Linked DNA regions of Mus musculus: region 2 is linked to region 1. The links are chromatin contacts, called in public Hi-C maps. All regions are on one chromosome and are shown on one strand. Each heading gives the region's core, a stretch centred on a gene start, on an enhancer-like site or on the middle of the called end of the contact. The rest is flanking DNA. Distances are from core to core; before and after follow the strand shown. Region 1 has its middle 45 kb from the start of Il12b. Region 2 holds the start of Il12b (interleukin 12b).

Evidence for each region. Hi-C and Micro-C count contacts between places; a contact is called where the count stands out from the background.
Region 2: a Hi-C map of bone marrow-derived dendritic cells shows a contact between it and region 1, with 1.7 times the contacts expected there. The contact joins the promoter of Il12b here to the enhancer-like site in region 1. A contact is called at or near these places in 7 of 39 promoter capture datasets (the 3T3-L1 cell line, 3T3-L1-derived adipocytes, cranial neural crest and 3 more), 7 of 484 Hi-C or Micro-C datasets (the C2C12 cell line, Sertoli cells, bone marrow-derived dendritic cells and 4 more), 1 of 115 datasets of contacts at active chromatin or transcription factors (embryonic stem cells) and 1 of 9 other capture datasets (adipose tissue).

Annotation. Positions count from the first base shown.
Region 1 is chr11:44,352,998-44,357,353 of GRCm38.p6, forward strand. No RefSeq gene overlaps it. Among named protein-coding and RNA genes, the nearest start is that of Il12b, 45 kb to the right of the region's middle. Within about 2 kb of position 2,089, at least 29 of the 459 cell types and tissues checked have an H3K27ac peak or open chromatin away from gene starts, as enhancers often do. A contact at or near this core is called in bone marrow-derived dendritic cells and myeloid progenitors, where this site is marked.
Region 2 is chr11:44,397,619-44,401,974 of GRCm38.p6, forward strand. It overlaps Il12b (interleukin 12b), which reads left to right and starts at 2,445. Exons shown (of 8, transcript NM_001303244.1): 1 at 2,445-2,500.

The DNA.
Region 1 (4,356 bases), core at 839-3,338:
CGTGGGATCGCTACTAACACTGACTTGATTGTATCTACTCAAATGTGTGCAAATGGTGTCTGAAGTCAGAAGTCCCATGCAGTGTCTTACCCCAACTGTTTCTTGTCCCTGATGAGTGAGTGGCCCAGGGAAAAGCTGCCTCTGGCACTCACCAGCAGGTTCGTCCTCCTAATCCACTCCCAAATGTCCTCCCAAAGCCATCCATGTTGGAAGGAGAGGGGAGAATTGGAAACCTGAGATTGAGAGACACAGGGTGCGGATGGCCAGGCTTAGGAGGGGGTTTCCTTCCTCTTGCAACCGTAGCTGCAGTTCCCAAGGCCTGAGACCTTGGAGCACTTGAGACTTGGGCTTTCCCCTGGTGTGGCATCTGGAGAGACACACCCTGGTTACCTGCAGCTCATGACCTCCCTGTGCTCAAAGGAGCAAATGCCCTGTTTTCTTTCGCTGCATCATACCAGCAAGCACTGAGCAGCCCCACTCACCTCAGAGGGCAGTGTCTCTTAAGGCTTTCTTTCCCCCACAGACTAGGAGAACACAGCAAGAGAGAGCCATTCCTCTCCCTGTGAACTTTTAATAGTGCAGAGAAGAGAACAGTTAAAGGTCGTAAGCTTCTCGTGCCTTTGTTTGGTTTGATTTGGTTTGTTTTCATTTGGGGTCTTTATTGTTTGTTTGTTTGGTTGGTTGGTTGGTTTTGTTTTTATTTGGAGGTTTGGTTTGGGGGTTGTTTGTTTGTTTGTTTTTGTTTTTTGTTTTTTTTTTTTGCTTGTTTGTTTTTGCTGAAACAAGATCTCATGTGGAACAGGCTGTCCTCCAATTTCTGTGTAGCAGAAGTTGGCCTTGATCTCCAGATTCTCCTGTTTACAGCCTTCACATGCTGGAATTATAGACATAAACCACCATGGCTAGCACACTATCTAGCTGTTTTCTAAGTTGAAATGCTATGTATTCTTTTTCATAATCTTACATTAAATACTCCAGAAAACTATGAAAGAGGAGAAAAGTGGCAAAGGGATTAAGTGGCAGAAACAGGAAAGATAACAAAGGCGTGATTGATTGAGTGGTGATATCATGCCAGTGTACTTCTGAAACTCCATCTTGTTAGAGGGGATACATCAGTCACCTTCCACTACTATAACAAAATGTCTGAAGTAAACAAGTTACAAAGAAGAAAGGTTTATTTTGCCTCATGTTTCTGTGGGTTTGCCTCTGTGGTCATTTGGTCCTCTTGGATTGGGGGTTGTTGTGAAGCAGAACATGATGGCAGATTGTATGGCAGAAGCAGGCTGGTCACCTAGTCACCAGGACACCATAGACAGACAAAGAAACTAGAGTCCCATCATACCATCATATTCTACTGACCTTGCCTCCCCTATACTAGGGTCTAACTCCCTTCAATTCAATCTGCTTTTTTCTTCCTTCCTTCCTTCCTTCCTTCCTTCCTTCCTTCCTCTCATTCTTTCTTTTTGTATGTGTGCACTCATCATTCCCCATATATGTGTGCACATGTACGTATGTATGGATATATGACACATAAGCCACAGCATATGTGTGGAGATCAGAAAACAGCCTTGGGTGTTGGCCTTTGCTTTCCACCTTTTTATGACAAGGTCTCTCTGTTGTTTTACTCTGCATAATCCAGGCTAGCTAGCCTGAAAACTTCCAGGGGTTCTCTAGTCTCCACCTTCCACCTCACAGCAGAAACACTGGGTGGGATCCCAGAAACATGTTGTTGCACCAGGTTGACATGGACTCCTCAAGCTTAGTAACCCTGAGCCATCCCTCCACTTCTTAAAAGCTCCACCACCTACAATAGTTTCACACTGAGGAATAAGCTTCTATCAGTTGAGTCTCTGTCCGACATTCTAGAGACCCCTTTGGGAAACAGCACGGGGAGTTAATGCCAGATAATAACAGGATGCTGAGGAGTTACCTCTCCTCATAGTAAACACAACAGGCTTCAATTCCAGCAGCAGTAAAGAGTTTGTGAGCATCATGGAGGAAGGAATTGGCGTCACAGGCCTTAGAGCCAGCAGAGCTGCTCTCGTGGGGGAAGTGGGCAGCCTGCAAAGTTCTGCTCTGTGTGTTCGAGAGTATCATCTTCTGCTTTTAGCAAGCTGAAACCAGGCACTCTTCATCTACAGCAACCCTGGCCGTACATTGACTGCCAGTGGCTCATTTCTGTTGTCTACATCCAAATCCTCCCTCCCCAGAGCTCTCTTGTGTTCTGAGAAACCGTTTCATTCTAACGTGATAGTGGATGCCACCACAGCAGTTAGAACAATAATCTCTTCAGCATCTATGCCTTCACTCATAGGACTGTGGAAGCCATTGTTGGACACAACAAAGGGGACTTTATGAATGAGATTCAGGACAAAGTCTAGAGATGATCCCAGAGGATCCAAAATAGCCCAGTCAAGTCATGCAAGTCTTTAAATGCAGAGGACGTAGGGTGAGGGTTAAACTATTTACCATAGAAAGCTGGAGGACCTGTTCCCGGCACTCACATAAAAATAAAACATGGTGGCACATTTTATATACACTTTATTATATATTTATATATAATTTACATACAATATATTATTATATTTAATGTATTTATATACAGTAAACTATAGGCACACACCTATCACTCCAGCACTGGGGGGAAGCAGAGAGAGGAGGACCTTGGTGGCCAGCCATTCTAATCCAAAGGGCAAGGTCCAGCTTCAAGTTTCAATGAGAGCCTGTCTAGGAGAATAAGCTGAGAAACCGGAGGAAGACATACAATATTCACTGCCCTCTATCAAATCCAACCTCTGCCCTCCATGCATGGACCCATTTACACAAGCACTTATACACACACACAGACACACACACCACCACCACCACCATGCCACACCACACCACACCATACACACACATACCACCACACACACACCACATCACACACACACACCATACCACACACAGACCTACCACACACACACATACACACACCACCACACACATATACCACCCCCCCCACACACACACACCACACATCCTTTTAATCACCTACAAAGGTTGAGTCCCAAGGCTTCAAGTTTTACAAAGGGAGGGAGAGGGAGAGACTGAGAGAGAGAGAGAGAGAGAGAGAGAGAGAGAGAGAGAGAGAGAGAGAGAGAGAGGAACTAGACAGCCCAATTAACTGTTTCCACAGCTGTGAGGCATTACACATACACAGAGCAATGCAAGCTCTTTGAGACTGGCTAGAAAAGTCACCCAGAGTAAGTGATGCAGCTGGACTTTTGAAATTATGGTTGAAAAAAAAAAACCAAACTTATAAAACTTGCCACCTTAGCTGTCACTTAGCATGCCTCAGTATCTGCCCGCTGTATTGTGCAATGTCTCCAGGTTGCTTTTTGTCTTGTGAAACTGAAACTCTGCACCCATTCAGCAGCTCATTTCTCCCTTCTCCAGACCCTAGTAACTCAAGTCTACTTTGGTCTCTGTGAACTTGACTTTCAAGGTTCATCCCTGTCACGGCGTATATCAGCACTTCCTTCATTCTTGAAGCTGAGCGATACTCTGTTGTCTTAAGGCATCTATTGCAGTGATAAAACATCACTACGAAAAGCAACTTTGGGAGGAGAAAAGCTTTCCTTCTGCTTACAGTTCCAGGTCAAAGTCTGTCATTGGAGACAGACACTTGAAATATGGCAGGAAGCTGGAGGCAGGAACTGAAGCAGAGGTCATGGAGGAGCACTGTGGACTGGCTCACCTCTGATGCTCTCGAGTCAACTGGTAAGAAAGGAATTAGTAGTGTCAGGAGATGTGACTTCTGTCTAGTTCTTCAAAGATAGCACCGTGCTCCCTCCACAAGGCTTTTGTGCTTGGCCTTATTTCTTCTCCCTGAGTCACATAATTGGCTCACCATTGCTGGCTGAGCTCAAATGCCACCACCTCAAGTTCCCCCCACCTGATCTGGGTAAAATGGCATCTGCACTCACCATCTTCATTTTCCTCGTATTTAGCAAAATTCATTTGATTTTGTCATCTTTTAGCTTAACAGTCTCTCACACAAGAATGCGTGTTATACGCTGTATAACCATTACCTGTTGATTATCCCCAGCACCCCCCACATGCACAGAATCATGCCTGGCACTGCTGGTACTTACTACATATCTGTAGAATAAAAGCATTGTTTATTGAATCCAGATAATAGAAGACAGGGGCCATCAAGATGGCTCGGCAAGTAAGGGAGCTTGCCACTAACCCTGAAGATCTGTGTTTAATTCCTGGGACCCACTCCCCAGTTGTCCTGTAGCCTCCACAAGCATGCCTTAGCATGCATGTTTACAACTACACCGTGTGTGTGTGTGTGTGTGTGTGTGTGTG
Region 2 (4,356 bases), core at 1,195-3,694, 45 kb after region 1:
GATCCAGATGTGGAGTCAATTCTGTTAGGTCCAGCAAGAGACCAAAGCCATGGATGTACTCACTAAAGGCTGCTGAAGGGCTGCAGAGATAACTGAGTGGTAAAGCTATCGACTAACATGTGGAAAATGTGTGTTCATAGAAACTCTTGTGGCTGCTTTTGAAACTTGGGTCGTGATATAATCCAGGCCTGTTCATTTCCCAACCACTACATAAAAGGAATTTTCAGAATCATCATATAACAAGATCCTACTTAAACAACCAAATATATACAGGGGGCACAGGCGGCTCAGAGGAACACACATCAAAGCACAGGTAATGTCTACTGCCAGGAGTCTCTATGTCAAAGCTTCAGCTTCTTATTCAAGGTGTATTTTGCTTTGGAGTTTTTGACAATAGCAAGGATGCATGTTTTGCTTTGCATTGTCTGAAAACTAATGTTTTAAAGCACACATGATTTATATTGTATTAGAAAAGTATACTAAAGGCTTATAGCCATCTTTTGATAAGGGAAGGGGCCTTTTGGTATTACATACATACATCTGTACGTACGTGTGTGTGTTGGGGGGGAGGGGTTCAATCACAGCCAAGTAGCTTCAGCCTGATTATGAGCCACACTGTTATTCTGCACATCATTCCCTTGTGTCTTGTATTCCTCTAACTGTTTTTGACCTAGCCCCAAGAGCTACCTCAAGCCCCCTCCCCCCCCCCTAGCCTTCCCTCCAGCTCCAAATAAGCCCATGGAGCTATTCTTCGGCCCCATATTGCTTTGTTCGGTTTTCCTCATGAAATCGCTTTCTTGTGGCTCATAATGATAGCTTGTCTAAGCTCAGGGGACATTTGCATGAGCTTTGCATGTATGTTGTCACAGCTTGTCTCAGCTCAGGGGACATTTACAACCCTGCACTGCAGCAGTGAGGCTAAGAGGAGTTATGTACCTTGTCAAGATCCAGTTCCTCGAGAGGCCAAAGATGGTGCTCTAACGAACTCCCGATCTGTCCTTGGGAGAGATGGGCAGAGGTAACCATGAGCTTTGCATGTAGGGTCAGTGTGACCAGCAATCTTAGTCACAGAGATTATGGCTGTCCTCAGAGATCCCCTAAAACTAGCACATTATTTTTTACTGCTATTTCACTATGCAACGAAACCTACTTTGTTCACTTAAGAATGATCTTGTATGCAAAACCAGTTTCACTCGAAGCCTAGGAGTACAGGGATGCCACTAGCTAGCTTGCTGTGACTGATGTCTCCACCCTCAGTTTGAAGCCGATCAGGACCAAAGAGGGATTGCAGCTGGGCTGCTGGAGTGAGGAAGTGTGTGGCTGGGAAGCTCCGCAGTTCTCTCCCCCTCCCCGCGCCCCAGGCAGACTGACACTTGGAAGAAAGTTAGGCCGGAAATCTACACCGCCCGAAACCTGACAGGGTCCAACCTCAGCCCTAGGAACTTCCCAGGAGGCGGGAACCCAGGCCAGGGACAGGAATGGAGAAGCGGCGGGTTGTGTCCCTTGCGTCCCAACCGCGAGGATGTCCTCGCTTCGCGCCCTCTATCGGCGGCTCTGAGAGTGGCTCTCATCTGTATGCGAACTGGATGTGCAAGAAGAGCTAATATTTCTGAGCACGGATGAGGAAGGGAGGTAACATCAACTTACAGGATTGCACACCTCTTTGCAATTTTAAACTCCTCAAGAAGAGAAACTACAAAGGGTTTATAGGACCACAGACACGTTATTACTGAAGTGAGAATATAGTATGGGTACCCAAAAGAGTGACCTTTGAATCATCTGTACGCTTGCCTATGTCTAGCTCAGTTCATGCTGCTATCAATCCATGAGTAAGGACCTATAAGCATAAGAGACGCCCTCAAAACACTATGACTTTTATTAGTTATTCACCTCCCCAGAGCTGTCCCTGGATACAGACAACATAGGTATGAGGTAGGGGGTACGTGGAGCCAAACAGGAGGTAATACCTTCTGAATTTAGATGCTAACAAGAAAACATGGGGAAAGGTGGCCCAGATACACTAGGCCCTTTATTCTTTGGGCCTGTAACACCTACTTATTTGATTGTGGCATGAACCATGAACTCGGTTTGGGGCAAGTCCTTCCTTTTTCTGCAGTCTGTGGAATCGGGAGAGGTTAGCCATTGCCGCCTCTATTCACCTTAGGCATGATGTAAACAGAAATTAGTATCTCTGCCTCCTTCCTTTTTCCACACCCCGAAGTCATTTCCTCTTAACCTGGGATTTCGACGTCTATATTCCCTCTGTATGATAGATGCACTCAGGGAGGCAAGGGGGGGAGGGAGGAACTTCTTAAAATTCCCCCAGAATGTTTTGACACTAGTTTTCAGTGTTGCAATTGAGACTAGTCAGTTTCTACTTTGGGTTTCCATCAGAAAGTTCTGTAGGAGTAGAGTATATAAGCACCAGGAGCAGCCAAGGCAGCAGAAGGAACAGTGGGTGTCCAGGCACATCAGACCAGGCAGCTCGCAGCAAAGCAAGGTAAGTTCTCTCCTCTTCCCTGTCGCTAACTCCCTGCATCTAGAGGCTGTCCAGATTCAGACTCCAGGGGACAGGCTACCCCTGAACCAGGCAGCGTGGGAGTGGGGTAAGTGGATTCTGGGAGCATCTCGGATGGCTTTCCCCGCTGGTGGAAACCAGGGGCTTTGACGACAGGGGCTTCAAATAGTCATTTAAAAAGTCAGCTAATTACAGATGTGATGGCGCACACCTGTAATCTCCAAATCTGGGAGGCAGGAAACAGAATGCACAGGAGTTTAAGGCCAGATTCAGCTGTGTAATGAGTTTGAGAGAGTCTCAAAAAATTGAGCTACTAATAATATGTGCCAAGCATTGTGGACAGATGTGTATTTGATAGAAAGGTTTGCTTTGTCTATATAGACACATATACTATGTGCATTTTCTTAAGTATTAATGCATATGTGTTAAGGAGTGTTGTTAAAATTCTGTTCTTGCCTTAAGAGTGAAACTTAAAAAAAAAAAAAGCCTTTCATGTACCCCTTCAAGCCTAAGCTCATCACTGAATGTCCTACCTGTGATGGCCTTTAGAATCAGCTATGATAATCAAAGTGGAGAGCTGGGTTTGGGGGTTCCTTTGGATTTTAACTAACTTTGCCACCTCTTCAAAACTGGAAAGCCCAAGGCATGTTCCAAACTATTTCCTAAAGGGTTCTAAAATCTGTGAGAAAGGGAAGGCTAATCTTCATGGGTTGGCTTCCTCTGCTTGCCCAGGTGAAATCATGAGCACCAGATGGGGCAGGGTGATGGGGCAGGGTGACATCTTGCTTTCACCCAGGGATCACTGAGCCTCAGCTGGGGGCTCCGTTTGTTCAAGCAAGGCATTTCAAGATGAAGTTAGGTCACCCCCAAGAATTCATTTTGCTGAGATCTGAAATACTGTGATTATTGCACCAACAATCCATGGACTCTCTCTAGGCTAGATTCTGGATATAAGACTAGACAGATATGACCTCTGTCACACACCTCGGTATGGGAAAGGGGGGACAGACATTAAAGACGTAATCAAATGATTGTCATTTCAGCGATGCTGAAGGGGAAGAGTAGCTATTTGGGGTCCTGTTTTCATTTGGGGCTCAAGCTGGCACTTTCTGTGGATCATTTCATGAACTCCTAACCTGACAGAGTTATTTTTAATCTAGGAGTACAGGCTTGACAAAGTCAACACAACTTGTCAAGGTCACATAACTAACAAGTGGCAGACTGAGGTCTGTTTGGCTGTAGAACCAAGGCCCTTTGCCCGTGCCCTCCTTGCCATCCCTGACAGCCACGCCATCTGTACTGTGCATTGTTGTTTCTGGGCATTTTTATTTTTACATATCATTTCTCTTTTAAATTAAAGAATAACAGAATGAAACTTGCAAAAGGGATGTCCACTCAGGCACCCGCTGGCAGCAATGTTTGGAAGCATTTGCATGCTCTAGGGAGCTAGAGTATCCAGCCCAGGGTTCCTGTGCTCTTTGCACAAGACTTTCAGGACTTAAGAAAACTAATGAAAACAAACAAACAAACAAACAAACAAAAAAGAATTGTTAAAACATAGCATATGGAAGAATTGTGGAGTGAGAGGGAAACAAAGCCCAGCATCTGCCAATCAGCCTGAAAGCCAAAGCCTGGCTACATACTGCACACTTTTTTGCTTGTGCAGATTTGATTAAGAGGCGACCTGCCATCATCTCCACCCTCTGCTGGTCTTCTATGATCTAAGATGTAGGTGATGCCGAAATGAAGATTGTTCCTTGGACCATTGCCAGGGCTCCCTTCAGCCTGAAATATGGTTCACGTGTGATGCTCAAGTGCATCTGAGGCTGACAGAGGAA